5 separate regions of the Mus musculus genome follow, and all the other regions are linked to region 3. A link is a contact called in public Hi-C and HiChIP or PLAC-seq data. All regions are on one chromosome and are shown on one strand. The core of a region is the stretch at or near the end of the contact, and the rest is flanking DNA. Distances in the headings are between cores, read along the strand shown.

Region 1 (2,700 bases), core at 198-2,697, 720 kb before region 3:
CAGAGCTCTCAGCTCTGAAATAGACCGGCAGGACCTCCCTTACTTTAGCCCTGAGAATGTCACCATTGTGCAGTGGTTCTGACAGCAATGACAGGGAAACCCACAGGTGGGACTTCATCTATTTGTTCTCTCCTTGAAGAAGGTAGAACAGAGTAATAGTAGTTGGAAGCTCTCCCAAAGACAGCAAATGCTCCTGGAGTTGAAGCTTTACTTCAAAGACTAGAGGCAAAAAGACTAGATGATTAGAAAAGAAAGGGAAGCCATTTAAGATTAGAAGCAGGCTTGGCTTCTCGTTAAAGCAAATGAGCGGGACCAGCCTAGACTGGCTGAATTCCAAGCCAGGTAAGCCATCTAGACATTAAACCTAAGCTTTTCACTTATAAGAGAGGGCTTCCCCCGTGTCTCCAGTGTCTGCTGTCCTTGTAGCCCAAGGCTCTCTAGTATAAATGAAGCTTTCATATCCTAGGGAAATCTGAAGGGAGTTCCACTTAGGCGGAAGCCCAAAGGACTGAAATTATTAAGGCATGAGCGGAAAAGGACATCAGCCTATTTTGGCAAAAGCAGTGGACATTAGGGGAAAGGTGGATCCTTAATCAGCTGGGGGCAAATTTTGTTTTTATTTAAATGATTCAGAGAATTAATTGTTAGGCTGCAGTATCTTCTTGGGTGAGAGTACAGCAGGAGCTTCTCAGACGTCAATTTTATTCATAAGAAGCAATAATAGGAGGCAATTTGTTTTTTCAGGCCTCTTACACTTTCAGACAACAGCTCTTCACAGTACAAGTAATAAAAAGCACATTAAAACAAATAAGAAATGAGAGCTGAGAAAATAATAAGTCTTTTTCTCCCTATGATCAAAATTAAAACTCTAGCTTGGCATTAGATTTTTATAGGCTGTATTCTTTTTCCAGGATATTTGAAATTCTACCCTCCCCCAACTATTTACCTTTGTAGCCAAGTGACATTTTCTCCCACTCATTCCATATGTTTATTATGAGGGTATCCTTTGAATTGCTGGGGTACAATTCTTCTTCTTCAGCCACTGAAGATGGCAGACACCAGTATTAATTGTCAGTATTTTCAAGTGAAATCTAGACCATGGTTCATATAAGACAATGGAAGCAATTGCATTTTTGTTTCTTACAAACAATGGCATTTCTGTGATTTCTTACTTTCCTGGAGTTGAGTATTTTTTTAGAGTGTAATGATAAAATATTGTGATAGATGGCAGTTCTCTTCTCCTAACTGTACTAAAAGCAAAACACTTATTCCTAAGGAATAGTTGTGGCTTATACAAATACAATTCTTTTTTTTTTTCTTCTTCTTCTTCTTTTCAATATAGAGTAAGCTGCTCTCCATTTAAAGGATCAGCCCGTGTACAATCACAGTCCCTGGTAGTCTGCCAAACACAATAGGGCATTAATTAACATGTGCCTGGGGATTCATCAACATGCACAGTGGTAGCACGCAATTGGAGCCTTTTCCCCTCCCCTTTTCCACTCTAAGCTGACAGCATTCATGAAAGATCTACTCTCGTATGTAAATCAGTTCTTGCTAAACTCCTTGTAATGGAGTCCCTTTATTTTTCAAAGCTGTTGTCAGACCTACTCCCATATCTTAGAAAGACACTCACTCTGTCTCTTTCTCTTGTTTAAAAATCTGACTACAGTGGGCAAAAATAACATATTTGTTTACTTGTCATGCAGACTGCACTGTAAATAAATCATCTGATAAATTACTTCCCCAATATGAGCGGAATGAGATTCATTTCCCTTAATGTTGCACCAATGAGAAGGGCAGAATTACTTTCCCTGTTCACCCAGGGTGACTATGTGCTGGCCTGCTAACTTGTTTGAGTGCTGAGAAAAATACTGTGCAGCCAGCTTTTGCCACCTGGTACAAGCAGGTGAAAAACAAAATAAGAGAAGTGAATTGGATTTCAGTTAGTTCTCAGATGGTCTTTGTGCCTCTGGCTTTGCTAAACCCTGCTGACTGCACCACTTTCAGCACCTTCTGCATATTCTTTGTTGTAGGTTCACTTTAGACCTGGGTGGACCAGATTTGGACAATAGAAAACCTGTCTTCTTGAAATAAAGGATAAAATGAAAGAAACAGAAAATAGTGTCCATATCTTTATTTTAAAAGTAGAATATATGTTTCAGTTTCATCTGCATTCTAGATACCAACATTTATGGCCACTTTTTAAATGTAAAATAATACATTGAAAGTGCTAAGCGAAGTACTGAAGTAAATGCCTAATAGACGATATGCGAGTTCATTCTAAGAAGTAGAGTTAGAGAGATTATCATTATTATTTATTGTCTTTTACAACTCATAAATCACAAGCGTTATAAGAAGCAAAATGCAATTTTTATGTTTTAATCATTCAAGAGAAATATCAATAAAATGGTTAGCTTGGGCAAGCGGAGAGGATGTGGAATTTGATGGCTCCGTCCGATCCTCCCAGCTATTCCATAAGCATGCACTTTTCATGCTGTTACTTAAAGAAGAACAGTTTAGAGATCCAGATACCATTTCTTCCCTTCCATTGTGTGACCTTGAGGAAATTATTCAACTGCAAAAAGACTCAGTTTCTGTTTTGTAAAATGAGAGTTGACTGTAGAAAGACAAAATAAGATGACTGATAAGTGTGGAAAACATTGACAACATGCTACCTGCAGAAGTGATGGAATGGTAGAC
Region 2 (2,700 bases), core at 147-2,646, 530 kb after region 3:
TTCTCCACCAAGGACCAGTTAAAGAACTGGCAAACAGCCTGATTCTACATACACTGTCAGCATTTACATCCTGAATGTTTTATACAGAACACATCACATCCATTTCAAAAATGTGAGGGAAAAGGTTCATAACCATAGCATCTAGAACAGTACAAAATGGCTCAGACATAACAATTTCCTTAAGAATTGGTAGCCTTGCTCTGGAAAGGAAGTCACATTAGCATTGCACTCAAACACTTGCATAATACACAATAATACAATAAGCAATGTGCTCCGTCTCTATAGACTTCCTTTACGGCCAACTTTGTCACTTAGTTTAGTAACTTTCATCCAAAGTCCAAACAGAAGGCAGGCTAAGTGACTTAGTTTTGTTTGTTTTTAAATAGCTTAATATTTCCCTTGATCTAAACAACAGTGCACATGCTGAAATGCAAACATGAACTGTGCAATGCACAGACTACCATGGCCAGGGCAACTGCTTCTGGTCCCCACCAATTAAACTCTTTCAAGCCTGCACTTTGATGAGGGAAGAGGATGCACAAAAGGTGGCCTCTGGCAGACAGCCCTGCTTTAGCTTAAAGTCATCCCAAGGACTAGTGGCTCAGAATCCAAACCCAGGGAAAACCAGTCTTTGGGGTAACTCATAGGAACATCTTTCCACAGTGAACTAAGAGCTAAATTTTAAGACAGCGACTTCAAGGTCACAGAACAGTCTGTGAAATCCTAAAATACACTAGTATCCACGTTCTCCACCCTATCAAACATGCTAATGACAGGAACTAACTTCTTGAAACTTTAAACAAACTGATGTGACAGGAAGAGTCAGATGTGAATTCAATAGCAGATGGCAAACGGATACTACTATCTAAAAAGTTACTTTCAGACACACACAAGGAAATCGTAGAGTCTAAAGAAAAGAATGCACAACAAGCCTTAACTTAAGCCTTCCAGAAAGGAGTTGGATAGATAGACCCAGTGCCTGGAAGAGATTGGTGCAGATTTCAGAGACAATACACAAGCTATTTCTATTCTTTTGGAAAAATGTCAGAGGTACTTACATGAAGGAAGACACGACCAAATTAGTCCTTGGAATATTTTCCTTTCTTAAAAGAGAGGAAGAGAAAGAAAAAAAATAACAATAATCTTTACTTTGTCCAGCCTTGAAGTGCTTCTCCACTTGATTCAAAGCTGCAGGCACGGCGACCCACACAGAACCTTCAAAGTCAATCCAATAGCAGCCCGAAGATGTCTGGGTGTACGCGTGTGCTCAAGTGTCTGTGACTGCGAGGCGAGCGAGCAGAGAGCTGGAGACGAAGTGTGCGTGTGTGCGCGCGCGAGAGGGGGGCAAGGGGGAGGCGCGCGCGGGCTTGCGCATTCGCGCGCGCACCGAAGCCGCTGGAAGAGGAGGAGGAGAAAGAGGAGGAGGAGAGAGAGGAGGAGGAGAAAGAGGAGGAGGAGGAAGGTGGAGGAAGCGAAGGAGGAGGTGGAAGAGGAGGAGAAAGTGGTTGTCTGTGGCCGGTGGGATTAAAAGTAACCAGACTCGTCCAGAAAACTGTGTCCAGGAAGGAAGTGACTGGAGACGAATGGGAAAAGGAGAGCAGCTCATAGCCTTAGATAGGTCGTGTAAAAGAGCGGGGGGTGGGGGGAATGTAAGGATACTGGGAGGGGACGCGGGGGCGGCAAGCAAGACGGAGCACACGGGGCTGGGGTTCTAAGCAGCACGTACGCTCCGGTGCTACCCCTGTCCCCCAATTCATTTTATTCTTGCCTTTGCCTGGCGCTGCCTTTTCCTTTCCGTTTCTCTATCCCAACCAGCCCAAACCGTTGCCTCTCCTCCCGAGCTGGGGAAATCATCAGTTTCACTCTTGCAAAAGGGGGGCGGGACTAGAACCTCGCAACATTTTAATAAAACAAACATACTGCAGCTCCCTCCTCACCCCTCCAGTCTCAACTAGATTGATAAATTACTCCACTACACTACTTTAATTATGTATATGGTATGCAGAATAAATCACTGAACATCAGTACCTCAATCAAGCACTTTTAAATGATAATTGCATCTTGGTGAATCAATCTTTCCATTCCTGACATTTTGCTAATTTTAGTTTTACGGTGGGGTAATGGCACATGCCATACGCAAACCTAATGACAATTCTTTATTGCATGAAAGGGAAGACAACACGGGGAGCGGCGGCTCCCTGCCTCTCTCCCCGCCGCTACAGAGGACGCTAGGCTCCTGCGCGCTCGCTCCCCCGGGGAGGCTGCAAGCCAGCTAGCAGGAAAGTCCTTCTGAAGTCGAGATCTTCCTTCTGACCAATAGGAGCGCGACCCTAAGAGCTGCTCTAGTGACTCCCCCCCCCCCCGCCCCCTTTAGATTCTCAGTAGCCACTTCATCCTTGCTCCGGTCCGCGCGCGCCTCCGTTACTCACGCGTAAAAGCCACGATCCAGGATGTCTGCAAGCCTCGATCCCAGCGTGCGCTTCCTGCCCGCCCAGAATGTATAAAGCTTTTGGCCTTGAGAGTCAGGAGGGCTAGGCTAGAAAGTGAGCCGAAAGGATCCTCCAATGTTAGTAATAAATTAATTACAAGTTTTTGAAATCTCGACTTTATCCCCGGGCCATTAACTTTCGAATCAATCTGGACAAATTTACTGAGAGGACAGCTTCCTCGGAGAATGCCCCCTCCTTCCCTCCACACCTT
Region 3 (2,700 bases), core at 100-2,599:
CAGAAATCCTCTCCCCAAATGTTAAGGGCCAGGTTGCCTGCTGCTGTTTCTCTGTGCAGACTCATGGAGACGGGTGCCTCTCAGCCTTTGCTCTGCCCTCTCTTCTGTGATTTCTTTATTTTTTAAATTGGCCCTACCCTTTTCTACTAGATCGCTTGATTTGGCCATACTTCCCTTAGTACATTCTCATTGTTGCTCTCAGAACTTATATGAGGTTTGGACTGGTAGTGTTTTTCCTTATTTTCAAAGCTTTGAGATTCAGATGTGAAGAGCTAAGACAGTTCTCTGGACATGCTCACAGATTCTACCCAAGACCTTAAGCCATGCTTTTACACTTATGGGAAAAGGAAAAAATATGCACAAGCTTCTGATACTAAGGGCACAGCCTGGACATACACCTTGTCCTCTTCTTCTTGGCCTCATCTGCCCTAAAGAATGAATATATTCATCCCTAAGGTTGCTGCTTCAAAGTGACCAGTGAGATGCTAACAGGTCAGCTGGCTGTCCTGTTGGACAGAGGGTCCATAAATCAGAGAAGACTTGGTATGGTTGAAAGAAGAAGGTAGTCCAGCCTGAGGGGAGCCCCCTGTAAATCTCTCCAGGAGCTTTGTTCCTGGTAGGGGTAGGGGTGGGGGTTGGAGTTGGGGTAGTCATGGCTGTAGCTGTTATTAATGCCCTGGCCCTCCTGCAGTGGGTGCTAACTTCTTGTGCATGAGAGCTGCCTCTACCCTTCCCAAACATCGGCTGCTTGGAAAAGTCAAGCAGGGCTGAACTCTGATTTTCATTTAATAGTCAAAACCAAGATGCGTTTGGGCTATGATGATAGGACAGCTCCCTTGAAAAGATTATTTGAACTACAAAGGCATTCATTTAGGGCTAGCGATGTTGCAAAAGGGTCTGCTAGAAATTAGCAGCCTGTCCTGGTATTTGGAGAGCAAGAGTGACAACTTACTGGAAGTTCTCAAGGAATCATTTATATTTCACACTCCACTAGGCAGCTGATTTGAGATTGTCTGTTAGCATAACAAAGGCTCTGAGCCTGTGAACTTCAGAAACCTTTCGACCTCTTAGCTGCTGGCATGAATAGCCCCCAGTCCTGCCTATAGAGATCTCCCAAAGCTCCCCTGTTCGTGGCTAAATTGTTAATCAGGGTAATTTAATATAGTTTTCAATATGCCTCATCTCTTATTGGGAAAGGTATTCACAGCTTCCCTACCCCTGAAAAAAAAAAGTTCTTTTATTCAAGTGTGAGAGGGGCAGCTGCAGACAGACCCCCTTCTCTTTACTTCACCTCCCCCCCATCCCACTCCTTCCCAGCCACAGTTTTCTGAGTAGCAACCACGGGGAAAGGACAGAAAGAGAACTACGTTGACATTCCCTTTGCATGCACTCCACCCTGAACCTGAAGCTCAAGGCTGTTTATGCTGCGAGACAACTAAACAAAAACCGCAAGCACCACAGTCATAACTAAAACCTCAGAGTGATCACACACACACACACACACACACACACACACACCCCACACCCTGTTCTCCACCTCCCTTTTACCACCACCCTTTCCCCTCCCCCTTCATCCCTCAGCTCAGCTGCTCTTCTGGCCCCGACAAAATGCACCAGACCCCAAGGCCTGCTCATTTTCATTTTGTCGGAGGCAAAGGCAGCCTGCTCACTCCTTTGCACAGCGACACTCGTCCTGTCCCCTGCATCTACTCTCAGTGTGGCTCCCTCGCAGCGTCAATTCACATGCACATTAGTTAACTGAAGAGCAGGAGCACAAATATATTCATTTTAATCCAGTTAAGACCTAAGAGGTCTCATAGGATATTATTCAATAGTTTGAAAACCAAGTATAAAACTCAGCTTTTGCTACAGTGTTTCATCTCAGGGAGGCCTACAGTATGCCTTTCTTTTGCTTTCCACCAGTGCGTGCTCAAGAAATAAAATGAATAATGAAACAATTATAAGCAAAGAACCAGCTGCAGGTGGATATTCTGTTAAAATATTGTATTGTTGACTCTGTTAATTACCGTACTTCTCGTACCCATGCTCAAATTCAGAATGAGAATTTTATAAGATGAAAGGAAAAAAATATGAAGTCACAAATTGTGTTTCTTTTTTTTTTTTTAAATCAAAAACAGAACAATATATCTCTTAATCATATAGTTAACCTTTTGTTCCCATGTGAGAATTTTAGGCCATTTCTAAACGGTATTTGTGTATTTCTGAGCTGCTGTAAGTGTAGTTTTCTATGGGGTTGTTGCTCTGTCTTTTTGCCTTGTGTCTTCAGGGACTTCTTGCCTTTGTCAGACTTTGGTGGGTCTGTTTGCCTCTTAGCCTCCTACAGTTGGTCAAAGCCAGCATCTAGATCCCAAAGTATTTTCCTTGATAGCTCTCTAGGTTAAGGTGGTTCCTGATGCGGATGGGAGACTTGCTTAACTTACTTGGCACCCTACTCTAGCATCACCAAAGTGCTAGAAAGCAGGGAGACAAATCTCTCTTTATTGCACCAGGGACGGGTTATTCAAGCCCCCCAAACAGAAAAACAAATCCAGACACACTCTCAGGAATACATACCCACTCAGTAGCCCAGCTTCTTTCCCAATCTCATTTTTCTGGGTATTAAAAAATGGCTATAAAAATGGGCTTCTTAATTAATGTAAACATCTCAACAGTGTCCATAGATAACAAAATAATTGCATG
Region 4 (2,700 bases), core at 140-2,639, 750 kb before region 3:
TACCTCTTTAGGCAGAAATAGGAAGAACGTGTGCTCTCAGCTGAACCCAATAGGTATGTAGAGTTTACAAAGGGAGGTGGAAAGAAAGCTGATGGAAAATCTTGGTCAGGAAACATTCGCAGATCTTCGGTTAACTGGACATTGATTTTAGCTACGTTTGACAACTTTGTTTCTCCCTAATCTCATCAAAAGTGACTCCAGTCCAATGTAGACAAACGTCAAAAAATTAATGTGAGGGAAACATCTTGTGAAATTTCACATTTTTTTCAATATGGATGGATTTGATATTTTGAGAAGACAGGTAGTAAATATGGAAAAAGAAAAACATATATGCAGTATTTGTTATAAAAGAGGTTAGTATTTTCTATTTTTCACTTACACTCTAGAGTAAAATTACTATGTTCTACTTTTTTACCTACTACTATTGTCTTTTTTGTAAAAAAAAAAGTTAACATAAAAGTAATTCTTAAAATCATATTTTTAAAATATAATTTAAATTAACTAAACAAAAGCAGTTAATTGTTTTTCTCATTTCTATACACTTGATATTTTTCTGGAATTAAAATAAAATACTGTCAACACCACCAGCGAATCATTCCTACACATAATTGTGTAGGAAGCAGATGATTAAGGGAGTGCATATAGGGCCTTTCTAGATTCAGAGCTTCATTTTATTTCAATATGTGTCATCTTGTAAAAATTCTGTATCTTAACTTTAAAAGAAGCGTATTGATGCAAGATTTAGAGTGGATTGGGGGAAAAGATTGAGAGAGACATGAGGATTGAGAGAAATTTATGGCTAAAACTGACTCTGAGTGAAAATTTAGAGCACATGGCCAGCATGTTTTGTGTTTCCTTTCTTCCAGGGGGAAATGACACTATAGATTCCCAGGGATGCTGAAACCACATGCAAAAAAGGATGGACAAATTTGTCATTCAGAATTTATGAAGGATATTTTTTCTTCTCACTGACTAAAAAGAACAAATCAAACACTAGGTTTCCAATTCTGAAAATTAGTAGACTCTGGAGAGCCAATTAAATATTATTCCCCTATCTCGACTCTGTTTTAACATCCTTCTTTATTGCATACTGTTTCTTTCACTCACAAGGCAGGTAGATGGTGTTATCAGGCTAATTTAGGGACAGTTATCATTATAATGTAATTTTTTGCAATTATGTGGTAGACCAGGTGGCAAGACAGCATGGTTTTACATTGCCAAGGTGCAAAACAAATTCAGTGTTCAATCAACCTGAGAGAGAAAGGACAATTCTCATTTGCATAAACATGTAGCCACGGAAACGAGATGCACAGAGGTATAAGGGGAAAGAGACCTATTTTACATGATGTGCATAGAATATTTGACAGTTTAGATTGGAGGCGTCATTGATGTGGGTTGGAATGGTACGGTTGGTTGCCATGGATATGGTTTTCCCTACTGGCAGTGCAGAGATTGGCAGGGATGGATGCTGAAAAAAAAAAAAAAAAGAAAGAAAGAAAGAAAAAAAAAGCCTAAACCACTGCATACTCTGGCAGCCTCATTCTTTTCTTTTGTTGAAAAGCTATGTATCGTTTCTGCACTAATGACAGCTCATCAAGTATGCAGTGTAATCTAGAAACACTGATATTTCTGTAATAAATCATTCATGTATAATATATATGCATTTATACATTCTATGCACATATATATGTTGCAATCCACATGTATATATTTGGAATAACATGTATGCAGATTAATAAAAGATTAGATTCAGGAAAAATATTTACTCTTTTATATTTAATATTAATTTAGTAACTCCTTAGATATGAGGATTTCTTAAATAAGATAAGCAATATATAAATGAATTGAATTATTTTTTATTTTGCTTCAGGAAAGAGGATTGCACAGTTTGCTTTTGTGGATGTGGCAAACAATGAAAGGAAAAAGGAGTGGCTTGTCCCTGCAGCCCAGGCTCTGGTTATTTGACCCTTCTAGTCATTGTATTGCTGCGCTATAACTAGGAAAATAGTGTTCATCCATGAGAAAACAGGGCCATTTTTATTTCCTTTGTAGGACTTAGCACAACATTTACCAAAATATAAAGCCAAATAGACTATTTATGCTGTATTTCAGAACAGCTGAAAGTACTTAGATTTCTTTTTGTAAAAGCTCACTCATTCATTATCCTGCTTTCATACACTTACTGGGAACCCTGCCTTTATTAAAGATTGTAGGGACGTCTTTTGTCTTTAAGAATTCATTCACTAACATATTATGGGAGAAGGGTCTGAAGGCACTTTGGCTGCCCAGTCCTGCAGGGTAAGAACTGAGGACCTTTGTGTGTGCTAATGGGCAGCTTTACATACAGCCGTACTCAGGAGACTTGAATTCTGGTACATGAGTTCTTCTGACCTTGTGGATTTCCCCCTCAGCATCATCCAGCTTTTGAAGGAATATTGAGAGGCCTAGCACTGTTGTATATTGTCTGCCTGTGAAATAACTGGAAGCTGAGGAGAGAGTAGCAAGCAGCAAACAGAGCGTCCCTTCTGAAGCATGTCTTCTGTGTGTAATGATTATCTTTGATGTTCATAGAGCCAAAGTATGATAATTATAAACAGCTAATGTCTATTTGTGCATATTTAGGAAAATATGTAGCTAAAAGAACAGCTAAGACAGAATCCCTTCACTCTTCAAGGAAGATCTTTTAAACCAAAGGAAGAA
Region 5 (2,700 bases), core at 80-2,579, 580 kb before region 3:
TTCAAAAGTCCTTAAATTTTCTTTCCATAAAAAATGGGACTTTTTTGCCATTTACACTCTTTTTATGTCTCCCATCTATTAGTTCACAATTAGGAACAGTTTTGAAAACTAACTTGAAATGATCTTAACTTAGGATGGTTGGGCCTGACTGATTTGCTGGTGTGTGTGATGACATCAAGTTTGTGGAGCTTATGAAAAATGAACTTCCTTTGGAGTGTGGGTCACACTTCACCTGATCTTCGACCACCATGAATCAAGTTTTTTTTGATTCTATCATCATTTTGCAGCCTGAGTATTCGTGAAGCCTAAACTTGCACCAATGCTTTCAGGACCAACATTAAGAAGGAAGAATTATTACCAGAGTCTCTTCAGGGACTACTACATAAAAGGAGCAAGAGAAAGGTCCCATTCTTTAGCACTCAGCATTGCGATGAAGGTGACATTGGCAGACTGTATGTGGCAGACCAATAATTGGGATAGCCATTAGGATCATTTAGATTGCATAAGAACTGTGGTTTAATAAAGAAAAACATCACCATTATACAACAGGAAATATTTCTTTTGAGCATCCTTCCAGTGTATTTTGCAAAATTCTTCCTTCTATAATCCAGCTATTATACTTAAAAGACTGCTTATTGGACTTAAAAGTTTTTTTTCAACATTTGGGATTGAAGAAATTGTAAAGTAACAAATGTAATATCATTCTGTTGGATTAAATAATCCAATCCAATAATCTTTGTAATCTGGAAAAGATCCCAATTGTTAACCTAATATTCACCCCATTCTTCTGCACAGTGTCCACTGAAGAGTGTCCTAGACACCATTGTAGATGAAACATTCATCCTGACAATGCCCAAATATGCCTAAAATTGCAGATGATGGTTCTGAGCTTTTCCGCCTGCTTATCTGTCTGCCTTCCATGTGACCCTAAATTAGGCATCAGAAGGTATAGTGTGTAATACAGATTCCAGGCACAATATACCTTCTCGCAATTAGTTGAAAGTGCTGTTTTGTAATTAAAGGGTGAAGTGGGGCATGATGAACATATGGAAAAGGAGACCCTTAATAAGTGATGGAGCCTTCAAAAGAAATTGCTAATTAGTATGCATTTGATGTGCACTATACCAATTTTAAGACTTTGCCTTGAATAAATTGCTATGTTGGGTGTTCGAAGGAGTGGTGAGATTAGCATTTACAAAGGGGGCAATTTTCTGTCTTCTTGACTCTGTTAAATGGAGGAAATAACTTCCAAGACTGGAGCAGTAGTTAGCCCATCAATCATTCTCACAGCTGGAAACTGGGGATCCCAAATGCAGAGATCAGTTAATCCGTCAGCTAATAAGTTCATAGTGGCACCATATGGCGTGGGGCCACTCCACACTGGGAGAAGGACAGAACTGTTTACACAGGCATGCTGCTTTCTCAGGTAGCTCCCTGCTGACAGAAACCTTTGTTCTGAAGGATCAATTTACTTTGCACAGTAAATTGACTGAATTGATCAGTTCAGAGCATATAATTGTTGGCTAATCCTGTGGAATCATGTCCCATCCATGTGAGTAGGACAAAGGGGTGCTGCCCATGGCTTGGTCTCGGGCTCCATCCTGGGGCTATTCTCATCAGACAGACTGGACACTGATTAAAGGACCAGCAGAGAGTAGAGATGTAGTGAGCATTGACTTCAAAGAGACGAGAAACTGTGCAACGTCTAGAAGGCCGTCTCTACTCAACTGATATCATGACATAACAAAGTAAAAACAGTCCGTCTAAACAATTTAGAACCAGCTATTTTCAAAACTCTGAAATGAAAAGTTACTGCTTGTCTCCAGAGCTAAGTTTCACTACTCATGTTCACTCCCAAAGTTACCTTTCGTTTTGGCAATGAAAGGAACTGAAAGAGAAAAAGAAGCTTAAGGTACATGTCCAGGAAAGCATGGACACTGGAAATGAAGTGAGAGATGCATTTCTTAGACATCGTGCTCCAGTGGAGGAGGCATCCACTGTTGTTCCTGTGCATAGGGTATGGGAAAATTCATCAGAGCCTTTCAGAGCGAATGGGAGCAAAATCTTCCCATTCCTAGCACACTGGTGTGAATCCTGGTGCTTTGTTCCATAGGCGTGTTTGATCTGACTTTGTTTTTTCCTTCTCACATACAAAATAAAAGAAGAATAAATAAGATGAAAAAAAATCCACCAATAGAGATAAATGTTGGACATAGTTCCCTTCAACTAAAGTTTTTCTTCAAAAGCTAGTGTCAATAGAATCATTTCACATCAATGGTTTGAAAAGAGACTTGTGTTCAATAGGAACTGAGGCCATTTGGTGTCCCTGAGCAGACATTTGCTTATTAAATGTCTGAGCACTAATGAACTTTATAGACCTGCCCTGAGAATTTCTACCAATTAGAGGGCTTTTGATTTTTTTTTTACCTATTTTATGGAGAATAAATGTCTGAGATTTGCTTCATATGGAAAAATAGCAGCAAATTTGACAGCATGTGGACTCTTAGAAGTTATTTTAATCTTGCTCATTATGTAAACCAACACATGCTTGGTGATGTTCTAACCACCAGAGAGAGGGATATGCTCTATGATAGATAATTCCAAATGATCTAATATTATTTATCTCAAAGTACTCTGAGTGTATTTCCCCAAATTTCTATGGAACTGAAAATTTTCCCTTTTATAGTCTTTTATTTCTAT

The links. A called contact is a pair of places that touch in the nucleus more often than the background predicts. HiChIP or PLAC-seq counts read pairs in DNA pulled down with a chosen protein or histone mark.
Region 1: an H3K4me3 HiChIP or PLAC-seq map of embryonic forebrain shows a contact between it and region 3, with 5 times the contacts expected there. The contact joins two enhancer-like sites. A contact is called at or near these places in 5 of 115 datasets of contacts at active chromatin or transcription factors (embryonic basal ganglia, embryonic forebrain, embryonic hindbrain and 2 more).
Region 2: a contact with region 3 is called in a Hi-C map of cortical neurons, with 7 times the contacts expected there. The contact joins the promoter of Mef2c here to the enhancer-like site in region 3. A contact is called at or near these places in 4 of 484 Hi-C or Micro-C datasets (cerebellum, cerebral cortex and cortical neurons), 1 of 115 datasets of contacts at active chromatin or transcription factors (astrocytes) and 1 of 9 other capture datasets (adipose tissue).
Region 4: an H3K4me3 HiChIP or PLAC-seq map of forebrain shows a contact between it and region 3, with 3 times the contacts expected there. The contact joins two enhancer-like sites. A contact is called at or near these places in 5 of 115 datasets of contacts at active chromatin or transcription factors (astrocytes, embryonic basal ganglia, embryonic forebrain and 2 more).
Region 5: a contact with region 3 is called in an H3K4me3 HiChIP or PLAC-seq map of embryonic forebrain, with 4 times the contacts expected there. The contact joins two enhancer-like sites. A contact is called at or near these places in 1 of 39 promoter capture datasets (hippocampal neurons), 3 of 484 Hi-C or Micro-C datasets (cerebellum, embryonic cerebral cortex and neural progenitor cells), 4 of 115 datasets of contacts at active chromatin or transcription factors (differentiating embryonic stem cells, embryonic forebrain, embryonic hindbrain and 1 more) and 2 of 9 other capture datasets (embryonic stem cells and embryonic tail).

The regions. Positions count from the first base shown.
Region 1 is chr13:84,782,503-84,785,202 of GRCm38.p6, reverse strand. The region is part of intron 2 of Gm34196 (a long non-coding RNA gene); the gene reads left to right. Among named protein-coding and RNA genes, the nearest start is that of Gm34246, 110 kb to the right of the region's middle. RefSeq lists an enhancer at 1-2,700. Within about 2 kb of position 1,447, at least 32 of the 459 cell types and tissues checked have an H3K27ac peak or open chromatin away from gene starts, as enhancers often do. A contact at or near this core is called in embryonic basal ganglia and embryonic forebrain, where this site is marked.
Region 2 is chr13:83,523,439-83,526,138 of GRCm38.p6, reverse strand. It overlaps Mef2c (myocyte enhancer factor 2C), which reads right to left and starts at 1,396. Exons shown (of 11, transcript NM_001347575.1): 1 at 1,059-1,396.
Region 3 is chr13:84,058,125-84,060,824 of GRCm38.p6, reverse strand. All of the region lies in intron 1 of Gm17750 (predicted gene, 17750), which reads left to right. Among named protein-coding and RNA genes, the nearest start is that of Gm17750, 5.3 kb to the left of the region's middle. RefSeq lists an enhancer at 1-2,594. Within about 2 kb of position 1,349, at least 74 of the 459 cell types and tissues checked have an H3K27ac peak or open chromatin away from gene starts, as enhancers often do. A contact at or near this core is called in astrocytes, cerebellum, cerebral cortex and 5 more, where this site is marked.
Region 4 is chr13:84,804,055-84,806,754 of GRCm38.p6, reverse strand. All of the region lies in intron 2 of Gm34196 (a long non-coding RNA gene), which reads left to right. Among named protein-coding and RNA genes, the nearest start is that of Gm34196, 100 kb to the left of the region's middle. Within about 2 kb of position 1,389, at least 33 of the 459 cell types and tissues checked have an H3K27ac peak or open chromatin away from gene starts, as enhancers often do. A contact at or near this core is called in embryonic basal ganglia, embryonic forebrain and forebrain, where this site is marked.
Region 5 is chr13:84,638,065-84,640,764 of GRCm38.p6, reverse strand. The region is part of intron 2 of Gm34196 (a long non-coding RNA gene); the gene reads left to right. Among named protein-coding and RNA genes, the nearest start is that of Gm34246, 36 kb to the left of the region's middle. Within about 2 kb of position 1,329, at least 20 of the 459 cell types and tissues checked have an H3K27ac peak or open chromatin away from gene starts, as enhancers often do. A contact at or near this core is called in embryonic cerebral cortex and embryonic forebrain, where this site is marked.